2 separate regions of the Sus scrofa genome follow, and region 1 is linked to region 2. Evidence: chromatin contacts called from public Hi-C data. All regions are on one chromosome and are shown on one strand. The core of a region is the stretch at or near the end of the contact, and the rest is flanking DNA. Distances in the headings are between cores, read along the strand shown. Region 1 has its middle 320 kb from the start of PRICKLE1. Region 2 overlaps PRICKLE1 (prickle-like protein 1).

Region 1 (4,561 bases), core at 1,813-4,312, 320 kb before region 2:
CTTTAGGATCTCACATTTGGAAGTTGACAGCATTAAAAAATCAAACAAGCATCCAGAATTTGGAAAATAGGGGACGTAAGTAGGAGGAGCAGAGTTCATATTAGGGGTGTTCCCCTGAAAGAAAACAGCCCTGGCCCCACTGCTGTCGGTTCCTTATCACCACTTATCTCCTAAGCCAGTGGCACAACTTTAAAGGGACTTGACGTCAGGCTCTCAGAGCAGGGCTCCCGTTCATCTGCTACTAAGGCTTCCAAATGGTTTGATCCTGGTCATTTAGAAAACCAGTTCCATTTACTTGCTGTCCAATTTCTGCTAGAGATATAATGGTTCCCATAACTTCAGTTTGGAGATTAGTGAGCCACGTCTGAGAAAGATGATTTGACAATAAAAGTCAGGCTCCTTTCCAGTGGTTTTAAGTTCCCAACACGATTTTTGTAACAGGAATCCATATTCTTACCCCTATACTTTCTAAAACAAAAAGTTTGGGTTCTGATATTAACTCGGTTAATAGATTGATGTCCTTAGAAGCCAGGGAATGAAATAGAGTTCCGTTATTACTCCAACAGGCTGACAAAACCTGGGTGCAACAGAACCACCTTCTCCCTATAAAAATCTATTCTCTTCAACCCTTATCAGACTATGTACCAGACTATTTTTAACCCTTGTTTCCTCAAAATTTCTCAGCCTCTTCCTACCCGTCCCCCACCCCCTCACCCTACACCCCTAACCGAGCACTCTGCCAATCTCAGGTAACCACTTACATATTTCAATAGCCAGTACTCTGCTGCAATCTTTCTCAAGGCCCAGTCACCACAGAGAGCACAGCGCAAGAATCCCACGAATGGCTTAACATCTGGATCAGTATTGCCCCTTGTTCATCTATCCATCAGCCCGCAGGTTGGACAGTTTTCACCAATGTCTTTTTTTTCTCCATGAGGCTTCTAGATTAGACTAATTTCTGAATTAAAGTTCCTTTCTGAACTGTCCTACCCTAAAGCTGAGAACCATCTCCATGCTTCCCCTGTCACTGCCACTATTAACACAATACATATTTCTGATTGTCAAAAAAAAATTTCCAACTTAGATAAACTGATTTTGTAAGCAGAATACTGATCTAATGAAAATAGTCTTCCTCAAATCTCAGCTTTGAATCTTCCATGAATATCTCCCTTGGTGCCAGGTGGCCTTTTTGTGATTAAACATGCTATTTTCAGAGTTCCTCTCATGGCTCAGTGGTTAACAAATCCGACTAGGAAACATTAGGTTGCGGGTTCAATCCCTGGCCTCGCTCAGTGGGTTAAGGATCCAGTATTGCCGTGAGCTGTGGTGTAAGTCGAAGACACAGCTCTGATCTGGCGTTGCTGTGGCTGTGGCGTAGGCCACACCTACAGCTCTGATTAGACCCCTAGCCTGGGAACCTCCATATGCCACAGGCGTGGCCCTAGAAAAGACAAAAAAAAAAAAAAAAATTGCTATTCTCAGAGCTCCCATTGTGGCTCAGCAGGTTAAGGACCCAATGAAATCTTTGTGAGGATGCAGATTCCATCAGTAGCCTTATTCAGTGGGCAAGCTGCAGCATAGATCACAGATGCAGTTCAGATCCAGTGTTGCTGTGGCTGTGGTGTAGGCTGGCAGCTGCAGCTGTAATTGGACCCCTAGCCTGGAAACTTCCATATGCTAAGGGTGTGGCATTAAAAAAAAAAGAAAGAAAGAAAATGCTATTCTCGTTCCACCAAGTTCTTCTGCCCTCTAGGGTAGCTGTCCCCAAAACTGCCAGGACATAAGAATCAGCTGGACAGTTGCTTCAAAAAAAACCAGATATCCAGGAGTTCCACTATGGCACAGTGGGTTAAGGATCTGGCATTGCCACAGCTGTGACATAGGATACAGCTCTGGCTCAAATTCAGTCCCTGACCCAGGAGCTTCCATATGCCAATGGGTGCAGCCCAAAATGAAAACAAGCAAACAAACAAATAAGCAGAGAAACAGGTCCTACCCTACCAAGATTCAAGATTCTGATTGCTCAGGGATGGAGTAGGGCCTGGATATTTATCTTTTGATAAACCTCCCCAGGTGATCCTGATAAGCTGAGATTTTAGGAAACACTGACTTACCAAAATCAGTGATTCTTGACTGGCAGGACAGTGGCTAATCACCTGAGCAGACCTCACCAGCCTTGCTGCTCACCCCCCCCGCCAGCCCCAAGAAGCCAGTTCGGTCACACTGAAATTGTCAGGGCCTGCCTTGCACAGTTCGCAAACATTATGCATATGGTTCCGACACTGCACATTAGTTGGGAATCTGGGATATGGAGATATCATCAGAAATAAGTAAGCCCTAAATATTTGGAACTCTGCAATCTGTTCTGACTCTCCAGCATTTCAGTTTGTTCAGAAGCAAACCAAAGAATCAAAGAACCAAAACCATGGAACAACCACTGAGAGACCATTTTTTCTTCACCTGTCTTCGTTAGTAAACGAGCCCCCAGACAGTAGAATTTCCAGTTTAAGTTGAAAACCCTTTAGTGTAAGGAGGGAACATAAACTCTCTCAAGCGTCCAGGGCAGGATGTAACACCTCATTTCCCAGTGTCCTTTCCTCGGTATCGCAACCTGCTTCCTCCGTGTTGCCCTTGTCGGAGACGGAGAAGAACAGATGGTGGCAAAAGCAGGAACCTGGTAATGGAGGCCGGGTCCGCTTGCGCCTTGTCGTGGCTGTGACCCACCCCACCGCCAAATCCCCTTTGCGCCCTCGACCGTGAGATCAGAATGACAGCCCAATTTATCAACGGTGAATATTGGTGTAAACAACTTCAAGGCCGGGATATTTTTCATACCCCCTTGAAAACTGTCATCAGTTTTGTCGACTAGTAAGGCAACCACTGATCCATTTAAGAAACTGTCAGCAGGTGGACAAAAAAGTGAAAGATGGATGCTTTCCAAAGGTCTTAGGAAAAGAGGCTCCAGCTGTCAGAACACATGACTTCTGATGCACCGTCTAGTCGAGCCACGGAGCAAGAGTGTAACCCTCACCACCAGAGTTAGCAGCAGAAGGAACAATTCACTTCAGAAGGAAATTTCCAGACACGCATTCCTTAGTCGTGAGGTGTATGGTACAGCAATGTCGTCTGTGCCACAATTATCCAAAGGGCCAAATTTGGGATTATGAACTCGTGTCTCAGAAACTCTAAATGGAGTCCTGCCCCCATCCCCCACCTCCCCCCAACCACCACCACCACCACTTTACTGAAAATGATTAAAACCCACTGCTTGGAATCTTACACTGAGTAAATCTGGAAAATTTCTTTTCGGAAAACATCATAGATCATCACGCTGTCCACCTTAAAAATCAACAGATCAGCTGGACTTTGCAAATTCACATGTCACTTACAGTCATTTAATGAAAAAAAAATTTTTTTAAGTGTAGTATTTTTTAATACAGAGACAAGTTGGTAATACAGTGGTTTTGCTTTAATATGGCCAATCACCAAAAAATATATTCCAGTCAAGTGTTTGTCATGTTTAAGTGATCTAATTCAAAAATATTCTCAACCCTTAGCCCTCGGGGATACTGGCAAAAAGAGCCAGTTACATATTGCCACCAAAACGTTAATAAAATCATTTGTTTCTAAGTAGTAGATATAAAATAACTTCAAAAAGTGTAAAGTACTATACAAATGTAATATTCAATTACCATTGTGTGCTGTGGATGTATCTTTGAAGTAATATATTATAAACAAAACATAAATTCAGGACTCATCTTAATAACATTTCAATAATGTAAGTATTATTAAAATTAGCATTTTTTTCACTACAGTGCCCTTCAGTGTTATATGTATTTTTGATGGTGGCTGTACTTGAATTGTTTATAAAATGGTGAGATATAAGCAAAAGAATATAAATCCATCCACAGAATAAAATGGAAAATGACTGAAAAACAGTAGGTTAAGCCCATTCCTAAGTCCATGAACAATTCAGTATTACGTTCAAAATTTGCATTCAATTAAATCAACTTTATAAAAACTATTCTTTCTTTTATATCATTCGACTTATATGGGACAAACTTATACTAACATCAAACAAACTCATCATTTCCTCACAAATGTTGGTTTCCATGAGAATGAAACAAAAAAGGATAAAGTAAAAAGAGAAAAAAATATATGTGGAGTTACAGTTAGATCCCACACCTAAGTTTCTTGAGTCTTGTCCTGCCTTTTCTGGGTGTTCAGGAGACTGCTTAATTCCACAACAGCTCTAAATGAAGCCCCGAATTCTCAGGAAAGAATTGATTTGCTTGCTAGGAGCAAACGGTTGTCTCAAAGCCATTTGGCCAACTGGTCCACCGCAGACTCCAGCTCATTGTGTTAAAATGGAATCTTAGCTTGGTTCAGGGCGAGTCTCAGGTGGGTTCACTTTTCCGTATACAAAGAGTAGGTTTCCTAAGACATCTCACACATGTTCTGATTAGTTATTTTGTTTGTGATTTGGTGGTTTAGTTATTTTGGGGGCAGGGGTGGCTAGCCATGGCCACTTCCTAAGGAATGAAACGCACATTTATATAGT
Region 2 (4,291 bases), core at 675-3,174:
GGCCCTGGTTTCCTAGGATGGCTGGCTTTGCCCAAGCATGAGGACTATTCCATAAAGGAGAACTTAGAGAACCGTTGTGCAGCAGTTTGGGTTTCCCCAAAGAAGAAAAGAAGGAAGGATGATCTGATAGGCTATTTTAAGTAGCCAATGTTTCCGAATCTTTTCCCCTCCTTCTTTAGGGATCTGTCCTTATAATTATCTTTTTTGGTCACCGAAGATTTGATATGGTGTCTTTCCTTCACATCTTCTATTTTTCTTTTTGTCTGCCTGTGAACATGTGTTAAAGACACATTAAAAGCATAGAGAAAATTCAGTACAAATATCCTTAAAGCAGAAGAGTTTGGGGTGGGGTGCAGTTGCAGGGAGCCAGTGAAATAATTTCACCATTCTACAGTAGCCAAGCCCTCCAGATTGCCCCCTCTGTGGGCTTGAAATCTCTCAACACTGAAACCTTTGAAAAACGGTAGTGGCTTAAATCTTTTAATAGCTACCAGATATACTTATTAAATCTGAAAATAAAATATACACTCTCAGGACTCCGAGTTACAGGGATTAGTTACAGGACTGAGGTCGGGGTGGGAGGAGGTTCTGTTTCCAGGATGATTTGTTGGCCCATTTGAAATATAACACCTAGAGCTAGAGGGTATCCAGTAGCTGAGGTGCTAAGATGGTCCTAATTAAGGCGTTTTCACATAGGCCCTTTCAATCCTGGCAAACACAGCCTATAGAATCTAGTGCTTCTTTGGGTCACACAGTAGTCGACTTGCATAAACGCCAACGTCTCTTCTGGCATTTGTGGAAGTCTTCCATCAGGTAATAAATAGCACTATATAATCCAAATTTGTAAATGCCATGTTTCATGTAGCCCCAGTAGAGACAGCTGAAATTAACCCGGGCTGCCAGGGATCTTTGAGATCTGGAGGTTCGGTTACTGCCTCAATGCAAAAGACTACCACCAATGAATGTTGGCCTTTGAGCCAAGCTAGAAGGGGAAGGTTAGCCTTAGGAAAGCAGCAGACCTTAAGAACTGCCCACCAGCCATCCCTCGGATTTGCCCTTTCTCCCTGGAAACTTTCAATCAAGCAAACCTTCTTAGAGGAAGTTTGCTCATTTCGACATAAAATGAGGTTTATCTTGCCTTACCAGGCGAGCACCCCGGCCTGCCCATTGTGGTAGTGACACAACCCACTATGGTCACCATGGTTCAAGTAGAAATTCTATTAAAACCTGCTTCTGTGTTGGCCAGGTCCTCTGCCCCGATTGAAATACTGTCTTCCGGATCCACACACACACACTCACCCCTCGCGTACTCCTTCAGCCTAATAATAGCAAACGGATTTAAACCATGTCAGAGTTGCAGCAAAGGCATTTGTACTTCTTTTTTTCGTTCTTTCATCTTTGTGATAGAAAGCCAATCTTTGTGATAGAATGCCAATAATATGGCATTCTTCTGAAGACATTCATAACTTGTTAACTGTAATGGATGTTTCTAACTATGTTATTTACATGCTTGAAGACTCTAAGTTCCTTCATTAGGACCTGAAAAAGAGCCAGATAGCGTGGCATTTTGCTTTGCTCTAAAACAGCGCTGCCGAACAATTTAAGGAACTGTTAGATCTTATGTAAGAAGACTGCTTAGTGCTCTTGTTTTTTTTTAATTTTTTGTCTTTTTGCCATTTCTTGGGCCACTCCCCCAGCATATGGAGGTTCCCAGGCTAGGGGTCCATTCGGAGCTGTAGCCACCGGCCGCGTCTGCAACCTACACCACAGCTCACGGCAATGCCAGATTGTCAACCCACTGAGCAAGGGCAGGGACCGAACCCGCAACCTCATGGTTCCTAGTCGGATTGGTTAACCACTGCGCCACAACGGGAACTCCTGCTTAGTGCTCTTGTGTTGCAATACTTTGTTATAATGTGTGTCCAAAGGAGACAGGCATTTGAAATTCTTCTGTGACTATGTAATTAGTAAGTATGTTCGGTGCTTGAAGTATATGCATGTTACATAATTTTTAGAAAGAGATAAAGTTAAGGCTGAAGTGCATTAGAGAATCACAGATGTTTCTTGTAAGAAACTACATATGCTTCATAGGAATTTCGAACTCCTTTCTGATGCTTAGCTTTGTTCATTGCAAGGATCACATGAATAATTTCTTTTGAGTTGCCATGGTTCTTATTTACACAAGCCTTGAGAAAGGAGCTGAAGTGATAAATAACTTGCCCCCCTCACCCAGTTAGTTCTGAAATGCTTTAGCCTTTAATGTTTTTGTGAATGTGAAGGGAGGGAATAAAATACACAGAGAAGATGTTTGTGTTTAACTGACTTAATCATATAAGTTCCCTTTGTGGGTCTTCTATAAGCTTAAACAGCTTGTCAGGCTAATAGCCAAAAACATGTCCTCAAGTCCTGCCAAACGTGTTAAAAGCAGACCAGGCTTTCTTCATATTGAGGTATTGGAAACATATTTTTAACCTTCTGAATTTGAGGAATAAACCAGAAAAATCATCCTCTTCTTCTAATCCACAAAACCCCAAAATGATTATTCATGGCAGTGCCAAAATGAGAAACTGATAGGCATAAGGATGTTTGAATGGGAGCAGCTTGACTTGGCTGTTGAAGCAGGAAGGAACCGGGTTACTATGGTACGTGATGGCTCTTTGTTTGTTGTTTGTGTTGCCCGTACACACTGGCTTTTTTACTTTGGTTCCGTAACTTTTGGTTGAGGAGTTGTCCTGACCAAAGCACTTATCCTGTTTCTTGAGTAGAGATTCAAGAATCATCAGTAGTGATGTGGCAGAAGAGTGCAGAACTGGATAGTTTTTCTACCATCATTTTTCTGTAAATCAGAAAATTTGGAACACAGTCCAATAACTGTGCGATTTTGGGTCAGCCACTCAGCCTCTCTGGGCCTTGGTTCCCTCATATATAAAGTGAGGGAACTGAGCCAGATCAGTGCATATTAACCAAAGGTTTGAGCCATAAACACCTATGGAGCTTTTTCAAAATGAAAATACACAGAGATTTTTAAGGCAGGAGGCTTGGGGTGGAGTCTTGCACATTTAACTTGGAAACGCTCCTCAAGTAATTTGATGCACAGCTGTGGTTAAGAGCCACTAAATTAGATGATCTCTGAGATTTCCTTCCAGTTCTAAAATTTTATGTTTCTAATCCTACTAGGCTGAACATTTTTCCTTCCTTCCTTTCTCTTTTGTTCATTCATTCATTGATTCTTCATAGCGAATGTTGCCATCAAGAAATAGACGTCATTTTAACCCAGGTCCAGGAAATTGTGTGTTCTCCTCCTGTGAGTGGACGGTGATAGATGTGAGCCAGGAACCATGTTAGTTCCCCGTTGCACACCCAACGCCTAACACAGTGCCGGACTCACAGTGCGCATGGCAACTTCAGAGAGCCCCCCAGAGTCAGGAAACTTTGAAAATGTGATGTTAGTGATTTTAAAATACTATTGTTAGCCTTCCGTAGTGTAAGGAGCATCAATATAATGTTGTCTGCATGAAACTTATATAATGTTGCAAGCCAATGTTACCTCAATAAAAGATAAATTAAAAATAAAGTAAAATAGGAGCTCCCATGGCAGCGCAGCAGAAACGAATCCAACTAGGAATCATGAGGTTGCAAGTTCGACCCCTGACCTGGTTCGGTGGGTTGAGGATCCGGCGTTGCTATGAGCTGTGGTGTAGGTCGCAGACTCGGCTTGGATCTGGTGTTGCTGTGGCTGTGGTGTAGCCACAGCTGCAACTCCGATTCGACCCCTAGTCTGGGAACCTCCCATCTGCTCCATAGCTCTAAATAGCAAAAAAAAATTTTTAAAAGTAAAATAAAACAGTATGCTCAATATGTTTTGTCAACTTCCAGACACCTTTCAGGTAAAGTACCTCCAGATTTCAAAGAATAGGTATAATTGTTCATCTGAAAAGCAGCATAATAAATTCATTCTATCTCTTATGTTTCCAGATCTTCGAGGTACTCTATCATGTTTTGTTTTTGTTTTTGTTTTTTTTTTTTGTCTTTTTGCTATTTCTTGGGCTACTCTTGCAGCATATGGAGGTTCCCAGGCTAGGGGTTGAATCGGAGCTGTAGCCACCGGCCTACGCCAGAGCCACAGCAACACGGGATCCGAGCCGCGTCTGCAACCTACACCACAGGTCATGGCAACGCCGGATCGTTAACCCACTGAGCAAGGGCAGGGACCGAACCGGCAACCTCATGGTTCCTAGTCGGATTTGTTAACCACTGCGCCACGACGGGAACTCCCTCTATCATGTATTGA

The links. A called contact is a pair of places that touch in the nucleus more often than the background predicts.
Region 1: a contact with region 2 is called in a Hi-C map of embryonic fibroblasts, with 2.2 times the contacts expected there. The contact joins two enhancer-like sites. A contact is called at or near these places in 1 of 47 Hi-C or Micro-C datasets (embryonic fibroblasts) and 1 of 2 datasets of contacts at active chromatin or transcription factors (skeletal muscle).

The regions. Positions count from the first base shown.
Region 1 is chr5:74,141,957-74,146,517 of Sscrofa11.1, reverse strand. No RefSeq gene overlaps it. Among named protein-coding and RNA genes, the nearest start is that of PRICKLE1, 320 kb to the right of the region's middle. Within about 2 kb of position 3,062, at least 3 of the 83 cell types and tissues checked have an H3K27ac peak or open chromatin away from gene starts, as enhancers often do. A contact at or near this core is called in embryonic fibroblasts, where this site is marked.
Region 2 is chr5:73,817,279-73,821,569 of Sscrofa11.1, reverse strand. All of the region lies in intron 1 of PRICKLE1 (prickle-like protein 1), which reads left to right. Among named protein-coding and RNA genes, the nearest start is that of PRICKLE1, 7.1 kb to the left of the region's middle. Within about 2 kb of position 1,924, at least 4 of the 83 cell types and tissues checked have an H3K27ac peak or open chromatin away from gene starts, as enhancers often do. A contact at or near this core is called in embryonic fibroblasts, where this site is marked.